Linked DNA regions of Ovis aries: region 2 is linked to region 1. A link is a contact called in public Hi-C data. All regions are on one chromosome and are shown on one strand. The core of a region is the stretch at or near the end of the contact, and the rest is flanking DNA. Distances in the headings are between cores, read along the strand shown.

Evidence for each region. Hi-C and Micro-C count contacts between places; a contact is called where the count stands out from the background.
Region 2: a Hi-C map of liver shows a contact between it and region 1, with 5 times the contacts expected there. The contact joins the promoter of LOC121819231 here to the promoter of SYNGR1 in region 1. A contact is called at or near these places in 3 of 16 Hi-C or Micro-C datasets (liver, muscle and tail adipose tissue).

What each region holds. Positions count from the first base shown.
Region 1 is chr3:216,596,547-216,603,769 of ARS-UI_Ramb_v3.0, forward strand. It overlaps SYNGR1 (synaptogyrin 1), which reads left to right and starts at 3,313. Exons shown (of 4, transcript XM_042247754.1): 1 at 3,313-3,462. The coding sequence starts at 3,364.
Region 2 is chr3:216,747,734-216,754,956 of ARS-UI_Ramb_v3.0, forward strand. It overlaps LOC121819231 (mitochondrial ribosome and complex I assembly factor AltMIEF1), which reads left to right and starts at 3,363. Exons shown (of 2, transcript XM_042247761.2): 1 at 3,363-3,438; 2 at 5,881-7,223. The coding sequence starts at 5,909. The coding sequence ends at 6,121. TRNAG-CCC (transfer RNA glycine (anticodon CCC)) reads left to right here and starts at 2,538; the gene lies at 2,538-2,610. It also overlaps a transcript of ATF4 not described here.

The DNA of each region.
Region 1 (7,223 bases), core at 2,063-4,562:
ATGTCACATGAAGGAAGTCACACAGCCTGTAGTCTCTTGTGTTTGAGTGTATTAATTGTTCATTCCTCTTGATTCCTGAGTAATATTTCATTGTATGAATGTTCCACAATTTGTTTATACAATCTACAGTTAAGGAGCATTTGGGTCATTTCTGGGTTTCAGCTATTCCCAGTGGAATTTCCATAAACATTCCTGTGCAGGGTTTTGTGTGAACATAGCTTCTCATTCCTCTAGGATCAATATCTAGGAGAGGAATTGCAAGGTCATATGGCAAATGTGTAGTTAATTATATAAGAAGCTGCTATAAGTGGCTGCACTATTTTGTATTTCCACCAGCAATGTACAAATGTTCCAGTTGTTCTAAATCCTCATTAGCACTCAAAATTGTCAAATTTTAAAAATGTTAGCTATTTCAATAGGTGTGTGAAATTACAGTATCTCATTCTGGTTTTAATTTGCATTTCCCTAATGACTAATGATGTTGAGCATCTTTTCGTGTACTTATTTGCCATCTGCATATCTTTGGTGAAGTGCGTCTGTTAAAATCTTTTGCCCATTTTTTTTTAAAGGATTGTTTTCTTACGATTGACTTTTTAAAGTCCTTTATATATTTAGGACACAAATGCTTTGTCATAAATATGCTTTGCAAATATTTTCTCCCAGACTGTGGTTTGCCTTTTCAGTCATTCTTTGAACAAGGTCTTTTGATGAGTGTTCTGAATTTTGATGACATCTAACCCATCGATTGTTTTCTTTTATGGATCATGCATTAGGTAATACATCTAAGAACTCTTCGACTAACCCAAAGTCACAAAAAAATTTGTTTTCTCTTAGAAGTTTCATACAACCATAGAATACAATTGCTGTATCAAATGAGATAACATAAGCAAAGCCCTTAGCTCTCGGCCTGCTGCAGAGTTAACATAAGAATCAATAAACAGAGTCTAAGGTGGATATTTGTGTATGGAATGTTTATAAGAGGTGCCCTCACACCCAGCACATTTCCTCTGCACAGATCTGGTGTCCTGTCATCACAGAATTCAAGATATTCTGTCATCACCGGGGCAACAAAGGCCCCTGCAGATAGATACCTTTATCCAACCACCTCCTGGAACCAGTGGGGACACGGAGGCCCTGGGGACTACGAGTCATCCTGAGAGCCAGACTTGGAAGCCATCATCCTCACTGCAGTGAACAGTCTTCCATCCAGCCTCTGTTTCCATGATACCTGGAGCTCTAGGCCAAGCAGTGACAGGGTGATGGGGACTAGGGTCTGTTTACTGAGCACCTACTGTCACAACAGACTGTGGAAAATTCTTAAAGAGATGGGAATACTAGACCACCTTACCTGACTCCTGAGAAATCTGTATGCAGGTCAAGAAGTAAGAGTTAGAACTGGACATGGAACAACAGACTGGTTCCAAATCAGGAAAGGAGTACGTCAAGGCTGTATATTGTCACCCTGCTTATTTAACTTATATGCACAGTACATCATGCAAAATGCCAGGCTGGAGGAAGCACAAGCTGAACTCAAGATTGCCAGGAGAAATATCAATAACCTCAGATACGCAGATGATACCACCCTTATGGCAGAAAGCGAAGAACAACCAAAGAGTCTCTTGATAGTGAGAGAGGAGAGTGAAAAAGTTGGCTTAAAGCTCAACATTCAGAAAACGAAGATCATGGCATCCGGTCCCATCACTTCATGGCAAATAGATGGGGAAACAATGGAAACAGTGACAGACCTTAATTTCTTGGGCTTCAAAATCACTGCAGATGGTGACTGCAGCCATGAGGTTAAAAGATGCTTGCTCCTTGGAAAAAAAGCTATGACCAACCTAGACAGCATATTAAAAAGCAGAGACATTACTTTGCCAACAAAGGTCCATCTAGTCAAAACTATGGTTTTTCCAGTGGTCATGTATGAATATGAGAGTTGGACTATAAAGAAAGCTGACCACTGAAGAATTGATGCTTTTGAACTGTGGTGTTGGAGAAGCCTCTTGAGAGTCCTTTGGACTGCAAGGAGATCCAACCAGTCCATCCTAAAGGAAATCAGTCCTGAATGTTCATTGGAAGGACTGATGCTGAAGCTGAAACTCCAATATTTGGCCACCTGATGCGAAGAACTGACTCCTTGGTAAAGACCCTGATGCTGGGAAAGATTGAGGGCAGGAGGAGAAGGGGACGACAGAGGATGAGATGGCTGGATGGCATCACCTATGCGATGGACAAGAGTTTGAACAGGCTCTAGGAGTTGGTGATGGACAGGGAGGCCTGGTGTGCTGCAGTCCATGGGGTCGCAAAGAGTCAGACAGGACTGAGTGACTGAACTGTGTGCCAGGCCCTTGGTTACAGCAGTGAACAAAGTAGACAAAATCCACACACTAGCAGAGGAAGACGATGAACAAATAATACTAATTACTGGAAGCACAGTATGATGGTGGGCTGGCATTCCTGCATGCCCAGTTCTGTCCCACACTTTGCAACCCCATGGGCTGTAGACCGCCAGGCTCCTGCGTCCATGGAATTTCCCCCGAAAGAATACTGGCGCGAGTTACCTTTCCTCCTCTAGAGGATCTTCCTGGCCCAAGGATTGAACCATCATCTCCTGAAATGCCAGGCAGATAATTTACCACTGAGCTACCTGGGAAGCCTGCTGGTAGGGTGGGGGTAGGCAGGACCTCTCCCAAAGAATTTATTGTCCTTCTTCCGCCTTTGTTTCTGAGCCAAGTATCGCTGACCCCTCCAGGCTGGGAGTGGAGGACACATAGGATTTGAGCAGTGAGCGTAAAAGCAAGGTGGAAGGCTAGGAGGTTGGGCAGGGGGTGGGGAGCTGTGCTTCAGAAGGCTCTCGAGAGAAAGGTTATTCATTCACGGTTCATTCATTCGAAAAGTCTTCCTGCGGCACCTCCTGTGTCCCAAGCACCCCATAAAGAGGACAAAGGCGGTCCCTCCTCGCTCATTATATTGGGGGCAAGACAGATCGCCAGGAAACCAGCAAACAAGTAAGGAAGGTGGTTTCATCCCAGAGCCGCGTAGGCTCGGAGGGGGCAGTGATGGTCGCAGGGCGGCCCGGTCCTGGGGGGCGGCGACAAGCCCTGCATTTGCTGCACACACACACCCCCTCCTCGTCCCCCCGCCCCCTCTACTTAGCAAAGAGGTCACCAAGCCGGCGACGAGCGCGCCCTCCGCCCGGACCGCAGAACCCGCGCCCGCCCGGCTCCCTCCGCGCACAGCGCCCCCTCGCGGGAGCCCTCGACCACGCGGGTGGCGCGAGCCGGGGAGGGGGCGGGGGCGCCGCGCACGCGCACGGGCCGGCGGCGCGCGCCGAACGGGGGGCACCGCGCGGGTGCAGCCACGATGGAAGGGGGTGCGTACGGAGCTGGCAAAGCCGGGGGCGCCTTCGACCCCTACACCCTGGTCCGGCAGCCTCACACCATCCTGCGCGTCGTTTCCTGGGTAAGGACGGCCGGGTGGCCCGGCCGGACTCGGGGTGGGGAGCCGGGGTGGGAGGTGCGGGCAAGGGCCGAGCGCCGGGACGGACGCCAACTACCCCCGGGGCACCGGGGGACCCGGGCGCGGCCGCTGGTGGGGAGCCGTCCGCCCGGGGTTCTGACGCCCGCCCCTCTTTCCTTCCCGAGCCCCCGGACAGGGGTGCCCAGCGCTCGCGGAGGCTTTCCTGCTCCCCCACCCCTGGCTTCCCGGTGACCCTACTACTTGCTCTCCCCCGCGTCGCGGTGACCTCCAGGCCGCGACCAGCCACCTCACGGCTCGGGCTGCGTGCGGCCGCTTGGGCGGACTGGCGACCGTGGGGACCAAACCCTGGTTTCAGGTGGCTTTTTTTTTTTTTTTGAGGGGGGGTGTGTGTCGGTGAATCACCAGGTGGCCTTGTTTTTGAGAGTGGGGGGGTGAATCAGGGCGTGGATCGTCTCGTGGGGGTGCACGCGCGCTTGCCATGGACGTTCAAGGAGGAGAGGGCAGGAAACCGGGCTTTTGTGGCTTAACCTGGACAGTGTGGAGCGACGCGGCGGGAGCCGGATTCCTGGCTTCCACTGGGAACTGCCTTTCCCGCAGCGTGACCTTGGGCTGGAAGCCACTGGAGAAATGTTCCTGGGAAACAAGTAGTTAAATTCTGAGATGGGCAGCGTCACCTCCTCTGGCTTGCCTCAGTTTCCCTATTTGTGGCCAGATGGGAGGAGCCTCCTTGAGACCTCCTTGGGCTGGGGACAAGCCCTGAACACACCTGGATGCCCCAGCAGTGGGGCGTGGGAGCCGGAGAAAGGACCCCTGCCCACAGAGAAGGGCAGAGAGGCCCGAACTTGACCTCCAGCCTGGTGAGGGCAGAATACCCCAGTGCAGAGAGCTGAGTGGGGGGGTCCCTGTTCAAAGCTGGGGTTGAGGAGAGGATGGGACAGAACCAGCACACGGCGAAGGGTTCACATGGCCTGGGAGGCACCCCCAGGGAAGGGAGGCCTGCCCCTCTCTGGAAAGGGGTATCTGGGGCTCCCTCGGGTTGCCCAGGCCCACTCACTAGAGGGTCTTGCCTCTGCAGGCCTGGGGCCCCTGCCTGTGGGCCTATGTTAGAAGTGCCCGCACTGGGGACACTGGGCAGGGGCCCTACCAGCCACCCCAGGGGGTGCACCTGAAGCCCGCTGAGGCCAAGGCATGCTCAAGCTCCCTCACTTCCTGGATTTTCAGGGCCACATTAGCGTGTGATGGGTGGGACCGTTGGGTGTTTATCTCTGGCCTCCCAGAGGAAAAGGGAGCTATTTACCTTTGCTTTGTCTTAAAACGTTCAAACCTGCCTCTGGTGCCTCAGGAAGCATCGTGGCAACATTTACACTCCAGGCTTCTCAAGTGCCCCCCAGATGGGGAGCTCTCTGGGGGCAGGGAAGCCCGGTGATGGCCCACGGCCAGGCACCCCAGGGGTACATCTTGGAAGGTTTGTGGTGCCAGGTTCATTCATCCGTGTCGTCTCCAGCTCCGCAGAGACCCTGGCAAATCCTCGGCAACAGTGCAGCTCTGGGGGACACCTGCCTGACCAGGTGGGCCGGCTCTGTGCTCTGCTTCCCTCACCTGGCCTCTGGGCCGCTGGCCTGGGAGGGTGAAGTCACCGGCTTTGTGAGGGGGTGTGGGCGTTTTGTCTGCCTGGGTCACTTCTGCTGGTGATGGCTTCATTTAGCGAAGCTTTATTGAGTCGGCTAGGCCCAGAGGGAAGGTGGCATGACTCAGACACATCCCTTTAGTGCCAGGGAGCCTCCGGTCCTGCCGGGGAGTGAGCCAGGCACCCCCAGGCAGAGAGGCTGGGAGCGCTCGGGGAGGAATCAGAGAAGCTTCCTGGAGAAGGTGATGTCAAATTGGGCCTGGAAGAATGAGGAGGGTTGACAGGCGTGCACATCCATGCACAGGGAGGACCTTCCAAGCCGAAGACAGAAAAAGTCACTACGCACCTATTGTGTGCAGGACTGCACTCACGATTGCTCACCTATTTCCCCTGGAGACGCACTTGAGGCATCTGAGGTTCAGAGAGGCCCAGGGTTACTGAGCATCGTGGTGGCAAACGAAGAGGATTTGAACTCAAACCTTCCTGTCTCCAAAGCACAGTGCTTTCCCTGGATCAGGAAGCATTTGGAATCCTGAGATCTCAGATTGGGGAAGGATAAGGGTCATCTGGGTCCACAGCCCCCATCCAATACCCCAAAGGCCCCCACAGCCTCCCAGCCCTGCTCACTACCTTTACATGAGCAGAGGTGTCTGATACAGGCTGATTGACACTTTTAAAAATGTACATAGGTTTTTTTTCCTAGTCATTAGAAGTAATACCTGCCAATAAACAGAGAACACAAGTCACTTGTGATGATTGTACAATGATATATACATACTTAGCACCACTGATCTGTACACTTAAAAATGGTTAAGGTGGTAAATTTTACGTTATGTGTGTGTGTGCTCAGTGGTGCCCGACTCTTCGTGACCCCATGGACTGCAGCCTAGCATGGCTTCTCTGTCCAAAGGGTTTTCCAGGCAAGGTTATTGGAGTTGCCATTTTCTATTCCAATGTTGTATGTATCTTACCACAAAAAAAAGGAAGAAAAAGCCCATGTGATCCCACCTCATAAGAAGGGCCTCTGTCTCCTTCCAGTCTTTCTCAAAAACACATGGTGTCCTGAGACATTTTAACATGCTGGGGTCATGTCGTGGACACATGTGCCGACCTGTCCTTTGCCCTCGGGTTCCTTCTGCTCCCCACAGAGTCTGGCAGGTCTTAAGCTTCACCTTTGAGCTAGTGGAGTCTGAGCATCCATCACCGATTTTCCCTGGTTTGCCAGAACTTTCCTGCCTTCTACACAGGAAGTCCCATATCCTGGGAGCAGCCCTGTCCCAGACAGACAAGATGGCCGGTCACTCTGTCCAGGATTCCTGTGCTCCCCAGACCCTTCTTGCAGCCCTGGAGGGGCCCTAGCATTGAGAGCACATGGGCTCTTGATTGTGTAAAAATCTGTAAAAGATCTTTGTTATTTCTGTTATTTATTTGAAAGTGGGCCCCCAAAGCATGTAAGCTTCAGAGAGTCACCAAACTTGGACCTACCCTAGAACCCTAGCCCCCAGGCCCACAGGACCCCCTGATCTCATGACTGAGGCTTTTTCAGCTCCTCTCCACCCCTGTTCACCTTCCAACCCCCTAGCTCGCTCCTTCCCCCAACATGTGAGGGTGATTGCTCACCACAGTGATTGAGAAACTGACCCTGAGGGTTAAGGTAGGGAGGGAGCTGATGAGTCCTCTGGTGGATTCCAGCTTGGACCCTTCCTGACCAGGGCAAGGTGAAGTTCAGTAGAGCAGGTAGAGCCCAGAGCTGCTCCTCTGTGTTGGCTGGAGGAACAGGAGGTCTGGCGCCAGCCGTGGCCCCCACTGTGCCTCTGTCTCCCCGTCAGAGGTGCCCAGTCTGGCTCTGATCCGGCAGCCCGTCAGTGACCCCTTTCTTTGTCCAGAGCCAGGTGAGAACAAAGGAGTTTGAGCAGGGAGCTGCTGCTGCTAAGTCGCTTCAGTCGTGTCCGACTCTGTTCGACCCCATAGACGGCAGCCCATCAGGCTCCCTCGTCGCTGGGAGCTAGCTGATTTCATATGAAGGCCCTCCTTCTGTTTGAAATGTACATCTTTACCTTTAGAGCATTGAAATGACCCATGGGAAAAAAAATAGTGGCGCTGATGAATGAGAGGT
Region 2 (7,223 bases), core at 2,113-4,612, 150 kb after region 1:
CTTTACTAGTGTGAGAGATGAGTGCAATTGTGCGGTAGTTTGAGCATTCTTTGGCATTGCCTTTCTTTGGAATTGGAATGAAAACTGACATTTTCCAGTCCTGTGGCCACTGCTGAGTTTTCCAAACTTGCTGGCATATTGAGTGCAGCACTTTCACAGCATCATCTTTCAGGATTTGAAATAGCTCGACTGGAATTCCATCACCTCCACTAGCTTTGTTCATAGTGATGCTTTCTAAGGCTCACTTGACTTCACATTCCAGGATGTCTGGCTCTATGTGAATGATCACACCATCGTGATTATCTGGGTCGTGAAGATCTTTTTTGTATAGTTCTTCTGTGTATTCTTGCCACCTCTTCTTAATATCTTCTGCTTCTGTTAGGTCCATACCATTTCTGTCCTTTATCGAGCCCATCTTTGCATGAAATGTTCCCTTGGTATCTCTAATTTTTTTAAAGAGATCTCTAGTCTTTCCCATTCTGTTGTTTTCATGTATTTTCTTGGACTGATTGCTGAGGAAGGCTTTCTTATCTCTCCTTGCTATTCTCTGGAACTCTGCATTCTGATGCTTATATGTTTCCTTTTCTCCTTTGCTTTTCGCTTCTCTTCTTTTCACAGCTATTTGTAAGGCCTCCCCAGACAGCCATTTTGCTTTTTTGCATTTCTTTTCCATGGGGATGGTCTTGATCCCTGTCTCCTGTACAATGTCATGAACCTCCATCCATAGTTCATCAGGCACTCAGTCCCTTAAATCTATTTCTCATTTCCACTGTATAATCATAAGGGATTTGATTTAGGTCATACCTGAATGGTCTACTGGTTTCCCCTACTTTCTTCAATTTCAGTCTGAATTTGGCAATAAGGAGTTCATGATCTGAGCCACAGTCAGCTCCTGGTCTTGTTTTTGCTGACTGTATAGCGTTTCTCCATCTTTGGCTGCAAAGAATATAATCAATCTGATTTCGGTGTTGACCATCTGGTGATGTGCATGTGTAGAGTCTTCTCTTGTGTTGCTGGAAGAGGGTGTTTGCTATGACCAGTGTGTGCTCTTGGCAAAACTCTCTTAGCCTTTGCCCTGCTTCATTCCATACTCCAAGGCTAAATTTGCCTGTTACTCCAGGTGTTTCTTGACTTCCTACTTTTGCATTCCAGTCCCCTATAATGAAAAGGACATCTTTTGGGGGTGTTCTAAAAGGTCTTGTAGGTCTTCATAGAATCATTCAACTTCAGCTTCTTCAGTGTTACTGGTTGGGGCATAGGCTTGGGTTACCGTGATATTGAATGGTTTGCCTTGGAAATGAACAGAGATCATTCTGTTGTTTTTGAGATTGCATCCAAGTACTGCATTTGTTGACCATGATGGCTACTCCATTTCTTCTGAGGGATTCCTGCCCGCAGTAGTAGATATAATGGTCATCTGAGTTAAATTCACCATTCCAGTCCGTTTTAGTTTACTGATTCCTAGAATGTCTACGTTCACTCTTGCCCTGTCCTGTTTGACCACTTCTAATTAGCCTTGATTCATGAACCTAACATTCCAGGTTTCTATGCAGTATTGCTCTTTACAGCATCGGACCTTGCTTCTATCACCAGTCATATCCACAACTGGGTGTTGGTTTTGCTTTGGCCCCATCCCTTCATTCTTTCTGGAGTTATTTCTCCACTGATCTCCAGTAGCATATTGGGCACCCACCGACCTGGGGAGTTCCTCTTTCAGTATCCTATCATTTCTGCCTTTTCATACTGTTCATGGGGTTCTCAAGGCAAGAATACTGAAGTGGTTTGCCATTCCCTTCTCCAGTGGACCACATTCTGTCAGACCTCTCCACCATGACCCATCCGTCTTGAGTGGCCCCTCACGGCATGGCTTAGTTTCACTGAGTTAAGACAAGGCTGTGGTCCGTGTGATCAGATTGGCTAGTTTTCTGTGATTATGGTTTCAGTGTGTCTGCCCTCTGATGCCCTCTCCCAACACCTACCATCTTACTTGGGTTTCTCTTACCTTGGATGTGGGGTATCTCTTCACGGCTGCTCCAGCAAGGCACAGCTGCAGCTCCTTACCTTGGACGAAGTCGCCCCTCCTGACCTTGAATGTGGAGTAGCTCCTCTCAGCCCTCTTGCGCCCGCGCAGCCGCCGCTCCTTGGACGTGGCCTTGCTCCTCTTGGCTGCCGCCCCTGACCTGGACGTGGGTTAGCTCGTCTCGGCCGGTGCCCCTGACCTTGGACACCTTCCTGCTAGATGCCTTTTAATCCTCACAAAGGCTGAGAGGGGCTGAGAGGGGTTAGGAAAGTTGCCAGAGGGCAGGCTGCTCTCTTTAAAGTAGAGCTGAATTTGGAGCAGGTTGGGCCTGATTCCAAAGCCTACCTCTTCCCCTCCCCTTCTGAGATGCTGAGCTGGGAAAAAGGGGAAAGAGGGCTGACAGATTCCATAAGGACATGGCTCTTGCCCTCAAATCTGATGAGAGACTAAAAGTAATGGAGAAATTAAAAAGCAGTGCCTAGCAAATAACAGGAGCCAGTAAACATGTTTGTGGACTTCCCTGGTGGTCCAGCGGCTAAGATTCTGCACTCCCAATGCAGGGGGCCCAGGTTCCATTCCTGGTCAGGGAATTAGATCCTACAAGTCACAACTAAGAATTGGCATTCAGCAACAAATATCCTGAGCGCCCCAACTAAGACCCGGATTAGCCCCCCCCCTCCAAAAAAAAAAAAACACCCCAAACAACACATTTCCTTGAAGGAGTGAAGCCCTAACTGGGATGTGCAAACAGTTCTGTGGGACTCAAAGGAGACACCTAGGTGTGTTGGATAGGGGCGCGGAATGAGCTGGAGACTTCTAGAGGGGATGTTTGAGGAGGACCTTGGATGGTAGGTCTTTAACAGCGGTAACAGCACGGAAGGATAAAAAATGAGCAATCTGGAAGACCTTTAAAAGCCACGATAGGGAACATCGTTAGTGCTAAACCTCCCCAGGGACCCTCCACGGCTCCAGCCCGAGATCAGCAAACAGCGCTGGGGCATGACAGGTTACAGGGCTGACAGGAGGTTGGGGGACCAGCCCGCACAGCGGCTGATCCAGCCCACACAACGCTTTCCCCCTCTCCCCCACCGGGCCCTCTGGGCGGGGACCAAATGGCCTGGCCAGGCCCACCCTTGGGTGACGTCACGCATAGAGGCGGGACTCAGGACTGTGGGGCGGGGCCCCGAGAGGGGGCGGGGCCCGATGCGGCTCCTGGCCCCACCCTGAGAGAGGCCTAGGCAGGGGAGACCGGAAGTCCTCCAGCCACCGTCTGCCTCCCGGCTCCCTTCGGTTCCTCCTCTCAGGTCCGGGCGCAAGGTCGTGGCCCGGAAGTAAAGGGGCCATGTTGGTGGGTGACCCTAGAAGAGGTACCGGGCGAGAGGCGAATCTCGAGTAGAGGGAGTGCGCGCGGTCCTCAGGTGAGCGCGGGGAGGAGTGAAGGCCGGGGTTGGGGGTTCGCCACGCCCTCTTTTCAGGGTCGCTGTTTGGGTCCCTAGCCCGGCCGGGGCCCACACTATCGGCCTGGCCACCGGGGGTCTCTCCCCAGCCTGCCCTGGATTTTCCCCTGGAGGCCGCTCCGGGGCCTCTCCCCAACCTCCGGAGCTCTCCCGGTGCCCCAGAGCCGGCCTGCCCCAGCCTCAGGGTCTCTCTACCCCGGTTCGGTGCGATCCCCCCAGGTAGGGGGAGGACCTGGGGACCCTCCAGGGCCCACCCGCCCATTCGCCGGTCGACCTTGTAACAGCTCTTGCATGCCAGTCGCCTTCTACTTCGTAAAACACTTTTCTGTTGATTTCTGGATTCATCTGTCCCACTCAGGGAGACTTGGCGCCGAGGGGCGCTCTTCTGCAGTTGAGGGTAAAGGGACGAGGACGGTGGCTTGCTCACGCTCGCGCAGCAGGCTCGCAAGGCCGGAGGCTGACGGTAGCTGACTTTGGGCCCAAAGTCCAGACCGTTTTACCAGTCAGATACCTTTCCCATTCAGTCTCATATATTTATTTCAGAAAGAGGGGTGATCATTTTTTCCACACAGGGACATTGTGAGCGTCCTTTGTTAAGTTTATTTTTTGAGCCCTGGGTATGTGCCAGGCGCTGAACTGGGAAAGTTTGTACAGCACCTTAGAAGTGCTGTATGCATGGGCAGATCCCAGCAAACGGTAGTTTTCATTCCACAGGCAGGCAGAGTCGGGGTCGGAAGTGCACCCCCCTTTACAGCCCTGCTTGTTGGTGAGTTACTTCTCTCTGGGAGCATCAGTTTCCTCTGCTTAAAATGGAGATACTGGTGACACTAGAATTGTTGATGGAATGAGATGTCACGTGGGACCTGCTTGGCCAGTGTGTGCTATAACAGTAAACAATCAATAAACATTAACCATTGTTGTTATGAACCCTGTCCACTTCATAAGTTCCTCAGTTTAAATGTGATAATGGATGACAAAGCACTTTACAAATGATAACACTCCTTGGTTCTGTAAGGGTTTATTGTTACTGAAGGCAGATGATGGTGGTTTATGTGTAACTAAATCTGATACTTATTGAGCACTTACACACAAGGGGAGGTAGCATTAATCATAGCTGCCACGATATGGCTTGGCATATGCTGAGTGCTATTCTAACCACTTTTAATCCTCATACTAACCATATGGAAAATACAGTTTTAATCCTCATTTTACAAATGAGGAACTAAGGTAAGCCCAGAGAGGTTAAGAAACTTGCCCAGGGTAATCAGCTTACTAAGTGTTGGTGCTAGGATTCAAGTATGACTGAGGCCCCTTGTGGTGAAGTTACATTATGTGTGCTTCTTCCCTGGTGGCTCAGATGGTAAAGAATCTGCCTGCAGTGCAGGAGACCGGGGTTCAACCCTTGGGTCGGGAAGATCTGCTGGAGGAAGAAATGGCAACCCCCTGCAGTTGCCTAGAGAAGCTAGGCTCCAGAGGAGCCTGGTGGGCTCCAGTCCATGGGATCACAAAGAGATGGACATGACTGAGCAACTAATATTTTCACTTTCTTTCACTTTACATGCGATATCTCAGGCAAGTTTCAAAATAATCCTGTGGGGTAAGTACTATTAGCATAAAAGTACATAGCGGTATATAAATGTAGATAGCATTATTTCTATTTTACAAGCGAGGAAACTGATGCTCAAAGAGGTTATGTACTTTGCCCAAAATCATATGGCACGTAAGTGGCAGAGCCAAAATTCAGGCGCAGGTAGTCCAGCTTCCAGTCCCTGACCTTTCAGCATAACTGGTAGTTTCCCAGGAGCAGGAGTCTGTAGGCTGGGATCTAGTCCCGGCCCTGCCACTAAGTCACAGTGTGACCTTGAGGGGGTCTCTGAGACCTGGATTAAGAACTACAGAATTACTGGTGAATCAGACGGTAAAGAATGCCTGCAACAAGAGAGACCTGGGTTCAATCCCTGGGTCAAGAAGATCCCCTGGAGAAGGGAATGGTTACCCACTCCAGTATTCTTGCCTGGAGAACCCCAGGGACAGAGGAGCCTGGCAGGCTACAGTCCATGGGTTTGCAGAATCAGACACGACTGAGCAGCTAACACTTTCACATTTCACTTTCATAGGTCCTTCTGGGCTTTCCTGGTGACTCAGCGGTAAAGAATCCACCTGTCAATGCAGGAAATGTGGGTTCGATCCCTGGGTGGGGAAGATCCCCTTGGAGAAGGAAATGGCAACCCACTGCAGTATTCTTGCCTGGAGAATCCCATGGACTGAGGAGCCTGGCGGGCTATAGTCCAAAGGGTCACAAAGAGTCGGACACAACTGAGCAACTGAACGAGAACAACAGTGTAGTTCCCTTCTATCATTAATTCTGACTCTAGGCTTCTCTTTCTTCCCTCCTGTGTATAGCTTGACGCCCAGCCCCTGTCAGTCCCTCATGGCCTCATGGAGCCGAGAGGCGGTGCTGAGTCTCTACCGGGCTCTGCTTCGCCAAGGCCGACAGCTTCGCTACACTGATCGAGACTTCTACCTTGCCTCCATCCGCCGTGAGTTCCGGAAAAACCAGAAACTGGAGGATCCCGAGGCCCGGGAGAAGCAGCTGGAAAAGGGCCTGGTCTTCCTCCACAGCAAGCTAGGAGGGATCATTTAGTGTCCTCTCCTTTCCCCTCCCATCCTAATTCCAAGGGAAAGAGGACACAGGTGCCTTCCAGAGACACACCTGCCTCTCTCCCACCTCCACCTCACAGATGCATTAAGAAGCCTCAGGTAGGTAGGCCTCTGTTCTAGGTTTCATTTTTTCTGATACAGGGGACCAGGAAAGGGAGAATCTTTCTTTTTAGTGGCCAAAGCTCTTTAGGCATACTGAAGGAAATATCAACATAACAGAATGGTCCCTTATAAAATGCTCCCAGTTAAAAAGGCCCTTAGTTTCAAGTCCTACTAGGAGATCATTTTTCTTCATACAACATTAAATGTATGAAAATGCTAGAAAAGTTACTGGTTAAAACTTAGGTCTTGTTCCATCTGGCTCATTCTTCAGTGGATTCAGTTCTCTTGAGGGTTAGATCACGTTCTTCCAAACATAACGATGTGGTTTAGTCACTGAATCCAGTCCTACTCTTTGTGACCCCATGGACTGTAGCCCACTGTGGCTCCTCTGTTCATAGAATTCTCCAGGCAAGAATACTGGAGTGGGTTGCCATTTCTTTCTCTGGGGATTTTCCCAACCTAGGGATTGAACCCAGGTCTCCTGCACTGCAGGCAGATTCTTTACCAACTAAGCCACTGGGAAGCTGTAAATATAACTATACTCTGTTTCAAAAGTCTCTAAAGCAAGCATAGTGTCCAGCCCTCAGAGGACTGCCTTCGTGCCACTGCTGCTAACAACTGTGGGATTTAGGGCAAATCACTCAATCTGTCTAGGCCTCCATTTCCTCTTTTGTAGATGAAATAGCATCCCACTCCAGTACTCTTGCCTGGAAAATTCCATGGATAGAGGAGCTTGGCGGGCTACAGTAGGGTCGCAAAGGGGACACGACTGAGCACCACCACTGAAATAGTACCCACCTCTTCAGCTTATTGCAGGAGTTAATAAGAAAATGCACACAGAGTGCTTCACTGGTTCTTGGCCAGTGGTGTGTGAGCTCTGTTTCCTGTCATGCCAGTGTGACCAGCATGTTCCACTGTAACCTGATGACTGTACTTAATTCAGCAACTTTCCCAGAGGGCCCGCCCTGGCATCATGGTAGGCG